Linked DNA regions of Arachis hypogaea: region 1 is linked to region 2. The links are chromatin contacts, called in public Hi-C maps. All regions are on one chromosome and are shown on one strand. The core of a region is the stretch at or near the end of the contact, and the rest is flanking DNA. Distances in the headings are between cores, read along the strand shown.

The links. Hi-C and Micro-C count contacts between places; a contact is called where the count stands out from the background.
Region 1: a Hi-C map of leaf shows a contact between it and region 2, with 6 times the contacts expected there. The contact joins two enhancer-like sites. A contact is called at or near these places in 3 of 8 Hi-C or Micro-C datasets (all in leaf).

Annotation. Positions count from the first base shown.
Region 1 is chr13:143,551,601-143,555,987 of arahy.Tifrunner.gnm2.J5K5, reverse strand. LOC112792528 (pyruvate dehydrogenase E1 component subunit beta-3, chloroplastic) reads left to right here. Exons shown (of 4, transcript XM_025835798.3): 4 at 828-1,975. The coding sequence ends at 1,800. Among protein-coding and RNA genes, the nearest start is that of LOC112792528, 3.3 kb to the left of the region's middle. Within about 2 kb of position 2,402, at least 3 of the 3 cell types and tissues checked have open chromatin away from gene starts, as enhancers often do.
Region 2 is chr13:143,360,257-143,364,586 of arahy.Tifrunner.gnm2.J5K5, reverse strand. It overlaps LOC112792523 (cullin-4), which reads right to left. Exons shown (of 17, transcript XM_025835791.3): 12 at 4,278-4,330; 13 at 4,025-4,162; 14 at 3,842-3,922; 15 at 3,570-3,650; 16 at 3,207-3,287; 17 at 2,641-3,072. The coding sequence ends at 2,959. Among protein-coding and RNA genes, the nearest start is that of LOC112792523, 8.1 kb to the right of the region's middle. Within about 2 kb of position 1,861, at least 1 of the 3 cell types and tissues checked has open chromatin away from gene starts, as enhancers often do.

The DNA.
Region 1 (4,387 bases), core at 1,153-3,652, 190 kb before region 2:
TTTCAAATTACTTGCGATATAATTTTGGGATTCTCACAGTTTATAGATTTTCCAGAACAAAGGGATTGACAGCCAAAAGGTGCTTAGCTTACTGCCTTTCATACACTACAGGTCTACAGCTTTCACCTGGACACCAAAAGCGTAGCCCAAGTGAAGATTTGTTGCTTCATCAATCAAGAGGAAGCTTCGGGGCCTTTGGACTATATTTGCATTGCCTTAGGATAGCTTACCCCTGGTGGTGGATAGTGTCACAAGTGGGAAACTTAAAATGAATTGAAAGTGGCATGAATGCTATATAGTAGAAAGTGGAGTTAAAGGGTATTCCTGCACTATTGAATGAGTTGAATTTAGTTTTCCGGTTCCCACCTATTAAAATGCGGATCATAACATTGCATGCTCATTGATCTTATTTATAAAGGTTCTATGTTAAACTTCAATGAAGTTGTCAACTTTTTGATAGTCACAGCTCATGTTCACCAAGCCTCCATAAGTTTCAAAATTTTGTGGTACTGAATACTCAAAAAGGGTTCTGGAACTGGAAACCACATAAAGTAGTTTTTCTTGTTGATTTTTTGCATATAACAACTTATTCCTTTGGGTGTTTTCTGCTCCTGTTGTAACATAAAGAAGGGAAGGACTGGTGGCCCATGATGAAGGTTTAAAAAATGAAAAACCTTGGGACATCCTTTTGAAAATTTGGAACAACAGTCTGTACATTAGTTTAACTTGCTAAAATAAAAGTTTGCTTGCAAATTTTCCTTTTACATCCTTTTTATGAGAGTTATGATCAATAATGACAGATGGCCGGATATGCATTTTACTTTCAGGCACGAACTTCTCCTTTTCGAAGCCCTCCATGAAGGTTTGGAAGAAGAGATGGAGAGGGATCCTCGCGTATGTGTCATGGGCGAAGATGTTGGTCATTATGGAGGATCTTACAAGGTGACTAAAGGCCTTGCTGAAAAGTACGGGGACCTCAGAGTTTTGGACACCCCTATTGCTGAAAACTCCTTCACTGGCATGGGCATTGGAGCTGCAATGACGGGTCTGAGGCCAATTGTTGAGGGTATGAACATGGGATTTTTACTCCTGGCATTTAACCAGATCTCTAATAATTGCGGCATGCTTCATTACACATCTGGAGGTCAGTTTACAATACCAATTGTCATTCGTGGGCCTGGTGGAGTAGGGCGGCAACTTGGAGCAGAGCACTCGCAGCGACTGGAATCATATTTTCAATCAATCCCTGGGATCCAAATGGTTGCTTGCTCAACCCCTTACAATGCTAAGGGATTGATGAAAGCTGCTATCCGAAGCGAGAACCCTGTGATACTTTTCGAGCATGTATTGCTTTATAACCTCAAGGAGAGAATTCCAGATGAAGAGTATGTATTATCACTCGAAGAAGCCGAGATGGTTAGGCCTGGGGAGCATATCACAATATTAACCTATTCCAGGATGAGGTATCATGTGATGCAAGCTGCCAAGACATTGGTGAACAAGGGGTATGACCCTGAAGTAATCGATATCAGGTCCTTGAAACCATTTGATCTTTACACTATTGGATGTTCAGTGAAGAAGACACATCGTGTGTTGATTGTGGAAGAATGCATGCGAACAGGCGGAATTGGCGCCAGCTTGACAGCTGCCATTACCGAGAATTTCCATGACTACTTGGATGCTCCTATAGTATGCCTATCCTCTCAGGATGTGCCAACTCCATATGCTGGAACATTGGAGGAATGGACAGTGGTTCAACCTGCTCAGATTGTCTCAGCAGTTGAGCAGCTATGCCAGTGATACCTTCATAAATACATTACCTTCCAATTAGAAATGCTTTCGGTACAGCTATTCTGCTTGTTAAATGTTAAATGTTAATTCAGCTACAAAGTGTTTATCCCAAGAATATTTGCAACTGTTGAGTCAGTCCCAGCCCAGTATTCTCAATCAGTTAATCTGCATCGTTCTATCGCCATTTTTTTGGGTAGCATTTTTGTCGAATGTACGGTGTTGCATGATTCATCAACAAAAATCAAATCGTTTCATATAAACATTGCTAGAAGCGCCGGTGAATTGAATTTAGATAACTATCAAAGCTATTTTTCTTTTTTCACTAGAAACTTTTTTGAAGACCATTTGATTTTGAGTTGCACTACAAAAAAAAAAAGGTTAAAATAATCAATGGTGAAAATGTGAACATCATATATATTGGGGTAAACTCAAATTCAGTTTTTTGGACAGCGCAAGGTCAAATGTTCAATTTGTTTTTGGTCGTGGCAAATGTTCAATGTAAACATGAGAGGATCAAAATATGTTTTGTGGACTCTTGAGGGGCCTGCAGCCTATGGGCATAGATAAAAAAGGTGGAGCTTTTGGGCCAATTCTAATACTATTTAATTTCCGTTTTTGGGACTAAAGCTGTTTTAGTTTCTAGATTTGCTTTGTTTTCATGGGATGCATATACTCGGGTACTTCATTTGTGCTTGATTCCCATAAGTTTTTCTGTTGAGGTGAAAGTGAAATTATGGAGATGGTTTCATAGAACTTTTTTATTTTTATTCCCAAAGATAAAGAGTTTAGGGTTTAGGGTTTAAAAGACATGGAACTTTATTACATAAATTTCATGTATGAAAACTCCTATACTTTTGTCCCGACACCCGACAAACCCACACGTACCTAAGGCGTTGAATGTTGGAGATAAAATGAAGGAAATCCATAATAATTTCTGAAATTCACGGAATTTTTTATAATGGTCTTCAAAATTAAATTTTTTTTTTGTAATAGTCTCTTAGATAGATCTTCGAACATCATAATCATTTTTGAGACATTTTTTATGCTGAGTCAGTTATTGGAGTGTTGATGTAGTCATTTTTATCATACTGGACATTTCTAATGACTAAGTGACGTGACGTCATTTTAATTTATACCTAGTTTAATCCTTCGCTCAATATATAATCCTAATTCTTAATGTGTATAGTGCTTATTGTATTTTTCATCTCGTGTTTTTTTTCATCTCTTTTTTCTTTATGGATGGTTAAGGTTAATATTAAGAAACTATGATAGGAGATGGCAGCACTAAGTCTAACACAAAAACAATGATACACATTAGGGTTAGTGCTATCACCTCTTATCTTTGTTTCTGAACATTAACAATCATTGATAAAAAGAAAGAGATGAAGAAGAAGAATGAGATGAAAAGCACAATAAGTACAATGCACATTAGGGATTAGGATTATATATTGAGTGAGAGATCAGATTGAGTATAAATTGAAATAATATTACATCACTTAGCCATTAATTGGGGCGTTTGGTGTGACGAAAGATAGCCACGTCAGCACTCTAACAGCTGACTCAACAAGAAAAATGACACAAAAATTATTATGATGTTCGAAATTTTATCTAAGAAAACATTATAAAAAAATTTAAATCTCAAAAATCATTATAAAAAATTTTGTGTATTTCAGAGACTATTATAAAAATTTATTAAGATAAAATGTGATAGATGATAAATTCATATCATTTTACCAATTAACTAGCGAACGAGGGTTTAAAAAAAACATGACATCATGTTTATCCTTTCATATAATAGAGTAACAGGACAAGTAGATGATTCGTAGAAAGAGAATGATGTTACTGTAGATATAAATAAATAAATAAATAAATACAACAACAGAAAAGGAGAATAAGAAAACGTTGAAGGTTAGTTATTTTTGATCCTGTATATGGATGAAAGAGAACAATATATGTATGAAAGAGAACAATTATTATATTTATGTAATAACATATTGCAGGGAAAGATGATTCATCTGATTCCAAGTGATAATAGCAGAGAGATGCTCAAACATGTCAATCAACACAATAGAATTTCGTCTCAAATATAATTTGAAATTGAATAAAATAAAATAAAATTAAAAAAGCATGAAGATTAAGATCTAAGATTCTTTTATTATTAGCTCCCAATTTTTAATTTAGTCAAATTTTTCTTTTTACTATGCAAGATGGACAAGTAAGATTCACCGAAGATACTCATCGTGGAAGTTGTGTTTTCAGTTGGAGGACGTCTTTGAATCCACTAGAACTTACTTTTAATGATAATTTGATCATTGTTGCCGAATTTTTTGTGAAGGAATCACCACATCATCATAACCAGTTAGATGATGGAACTAGTAACACTATTATTGATGATTCCTCAAAACCATGTTTTCATGTTTATGAAGATTTTGAGAACACAAACGAAAAGGGTTTTGTTCAATTGGCAGAGGAAGCTTGTCATAAGCATCCATCAGTCATTGAATGTCATAAGAACAGCAATCATAGTTCTATGTTCACCAAGTGGGGATTCATGGCATTGGGAAGAGTGTTACATTTTCTTAAGACTAAGAAGGTG
Region 2 (4,330 bases), core at 612-3,111:
TGCAATCACAAAAATCCTATACATTAACAGATTTACTTGCATGAACTATTCACTTGAAACGAAGATCAAACATAGATTCTACATACCTTTTCACTCTGTGCCGTTTCAACACTTGTGAAGATCAAGATGGAGCAATCTTCTCCTTCGCAGAGAAAATCGAAACCCAAACTACCTTCAATCCGTTGTCTTCCACTGTGATCAAGCTCGAAGAAGAGAGGAAAAAAAAGTGGTAGGGTTCAAAGAGTGTGAAAGATGAAGTGTTACGTTTTTTCTTCTGTCATCTGAATGAGACTGTTTTGTATGCTAAAAAAAACAATAAGCGCGAAGGGACATACGTGTCAATACACATGTTTGAGGTTAGCAACGTGTATTGTCCACGTAGGCAGTTTTGTTAGTGTTGATGACGGTAGGATAACATTGAATCAATTTTTAAACATTAGAAACATAAATATGAGAATTTAAACGTTACAGACAACTTTAAGACTTACTCCAAACGTTGGAGATAAAAATAATATTTTACTCTAAATTAAAATTTAACCATGTCAGATGTACGTCAAAATTAATTATTATTATTATAGAATATATATAAAAATACAAAATATACATTAAAAATACAAAATATACATTAAAAATAATTTAAATGACATATGTCTTTAGATATAAATGTAGTTGATTTTGGTATGTATATACATAATATATTTTAGTTATTATATTTTTTGGGGGTAACTAATTAACATTATATATTATTACGTATATATAGTACCCACGGAGAATGAAGTTATGAAATGTATATAATAATGTATTCAAATTTGTTAACATAGCACTGCTACACTAGTCAAGCATGTGGTGGCAAAAATAAAGTCAACTAGTATAGCATTGAGAAAGTTTACACACATGATACATACATACATACATACACATGCTGCGTTACATTACATGTATGGTCATTCTCATTCCCTAGTGGAATTCGAACTTAGATTCCAACTTAGACATAGAACAGTTAAAAACAAAATAATGTTCAGCTTTTGGTTTTCTCTTTTGAACGGCATCCAAAAAGAAAATGAAAACGACACCAACATAATGAAAAGGCTACCAACTTTAGTTTCCATTGTGAATGAGTCATGACTGCGACTGAGCTAACTGTCAGAAGAAGTATTGGAAGAGCATGGTCTTTCATTATTTGAGAGAAATAGAGTATAGTCTTCGGCAGAACTTATTATTATACATGCGGCTACTTCTTTGGGATGTATAATTTCTACAACTTGATTTAGTGGAACAAGTTGAGTTTCCTTTCAACGATCTAAAAAATAAATAAACAAATTGATTTAGAGTGGATGGATAAGAGGACATATTCGAGTGTTTCTACTTTCTATGAGATTTAAAGTGATGCATTTAAATTAAAATTTTTAACTTTTATTAATACCCGGGTTAGACAAAGACTAATTTGTTACGAATTTAAATTACATTTAAAGATTGAGTAGTGCTACGGAGCCAATGGCCTAAATATACAATGTGTACAATGGACTAAATCTTTGGTTTATGAATAAAATGAACATCACGAACTCTTGACCTTCCGGATCTGGAACTCTAATACCATATCCTAAAACCACTCATCCCAAAAACGTAACCTGATAGGACAATGTAACACTAATAATCATATCTCTAATACTTTCTAAACCTTTATTGTACACATTGTATGTTTAGGTCATTGGCTCTCTATACTTTCTCTTAAAGATTTGAATTACGGCATGTATAAAGTAGGATTCAAACCTCAACACTTATTTAAGTGGGTTGGTTAATACAGGTTAATTATTTGCGTGAAAATGCATGTACCTCCTTTTTTTTTTCAAGGGCATGTACGTGTGTTTTTTTAGTCATGGGCCATGTACGTACTTTAACATTTTATCCAATAGAATTTCGCCCATCGGCTTATTGATCCTTTTCTCTTTTGACTCCGGGCCTTTTCTTCTGTTTTTAATTTTAATCATAAAGCTTTTATGTTTTTTAAGGGTTTCCATTATATCCCTCAACCTACTTAAAATTCTATTTAAATACTTATAGTTAGCCAATAAATTATTATATATATAAAATAGCCAATAAATTATTACATACACAAAATAATCAATAGGACATTTACTTTTCTGCGTAGTAACTTTGAGCAACCTCGTTAAGCCAATTCTCAACAAAAAAAATATTATTTTAATTTTCACCAGTGCATTAATAATCTCACCATTCAGGCATTTATATTATAAATTAATTGAATAATAATAACAAATTTGAGAAATAGTATGTATATATATTAAAATAAAAGAGATAATAAATTTAATTTTGAATTAACAAAATATTTTTTATAAATTATATATAATAAAATTTTAAAGGAATTTATACACCAACTCTTTCATATATATAGATTACAAATTACTTCAAATATGAACTTTCAGAAACTTACCTGTGCCTGAATTAAATATTGTGAAAGTGCGTTGGGGAAAAAATCAGTTTAATTATGAACTATTAACTAGATTTTGAAGGCATTCGATTATTCAAACATGCTTAACATTTTATTTACTTTTACTTTTTACAATTCGCACCAATAAACAGAAATTTGCTAATAGCAAAAGGGTCACAGAATACCATGCTATAGAAGGCTGCAAAGAAATATTATAAATTACAATGCGATTATGTGGTATAGATGATTCTTACCGCGTTACACAGAAAGTAGTTAAGATGAGTAACTATTGATATAGAGAAAACTTCAAGAGGCAAAATAAAAAAGGGTTTATAATTACAGTACGATTGTAGATAAAGTGAAAAAGAGAGGGGGTTGAGGTTGGAGGGAGAATCCAGCATAGTATACTATACATATATGACTGAGGGACTCAGTGAAGTCTTTCCCATGATTGTCATTTACAAAAAAAAATTCAAGAAAATTCTATAATGTGAAGTCAGAAGCATACTAATTTAAGCAAGGTAATTGTATATTTGTGGGTTGTTCTTATCTCTCTCTAGATACTCCCTATCTATAAGGCTTTCTATCCTTTTCTTCAAATCAGCTGGTTTTATTGGGAATTTGAGCTGTTTCAGAAAAAAATTAGTTAGCAGTCTCAATCAGAAGTGGTCATTTGTATTTAATCGCACAACAAAAGCAAACGGGGCATTTTGATAGACATATATACCGTTTTAGTTGATAAATGAACCATTAGTTTTACCTGTTGGAAGAGTTCAGTGATAAGAAGGGTGTGACTAAGCACTTTTCTAGTCTTCATTATCCTCACAATAGCAGCATCAACCTGCAATGAACCATGTCGTTGTCACGAATGTAAATATGTTTACTACAGATGATGGAGCATAACAGACTTAACAGATGTTGTATAAAGTGTAGATGTCAATGCATGAATGATCCTAATGACTTAACATGAAACTTGGATTCTCACGGGTTTCAAAAGGCATTTATTAGTGCCCCAAACATATCCGATTGAAGATACCAGTGCACCAAACATTTAACTTCCATGAGAAGCCAAAGTAGTGCATCAGCTCAAGTGGGAAAAGGCATGGATAGAAAGAAAATAAACCTGATATTGACGGTCTTGGAAAACTCTCTCGGTGGTGCTTGTGTTCTCCTCGACTGTCTCCTTCAGCTGAATTGCATTCACCTGCGCCCCATAACATTAAAATTAGTTTGTAATTTGTAGTGTGAAAAAAGAACCATGTAATAGCTAGATCACTAAAAACTTCCTATCAAGCATTCATCAATAGGCTGAAACTCTGGCAGAATGAAAACACATAACCACGGAATAGAATCATCCGATCTGATCCCTATTTTTTATAGGCAATAGGGTGGCACCTTTATACGGTAAAGAGGAGCCATAAACGTGTCATTGAAAACAAATGAGTCATCATCCTCGACGTCTCTACCCTTGGGAATCTGCAATGCGTTCATTAAGGGAATTAGGAAATCCAAGAGATCTGATAGATCAAATTAAACATAATGGAAAGTTGGAAACTCTGCAAATAATTGCAAACTCGCCTTTTGTAGGACTCGAACTTTTCCACATGCAAGTGATTGCAGAGTCCTTCTCAGTTCCTTATCCTCAATGCTAGTAGCGTCTTTAATATCTTGAAAACTTAGTTTCTCGGCGTCATTGAATAGCATTAGAACAACAGTCTGACACAGCCAATCATGGAGAATTAATAAATAATGGAAATGTACAAAATACAAGATAGACTGCACAAGCAATGGAAATAATAACATCTAAAATAATGGTTGTCAAAAGGCCAACCTGAAATAAGGACACAGCGAGCTCCTTTTTTCCTTTAGGAAACTCTGCCTTTA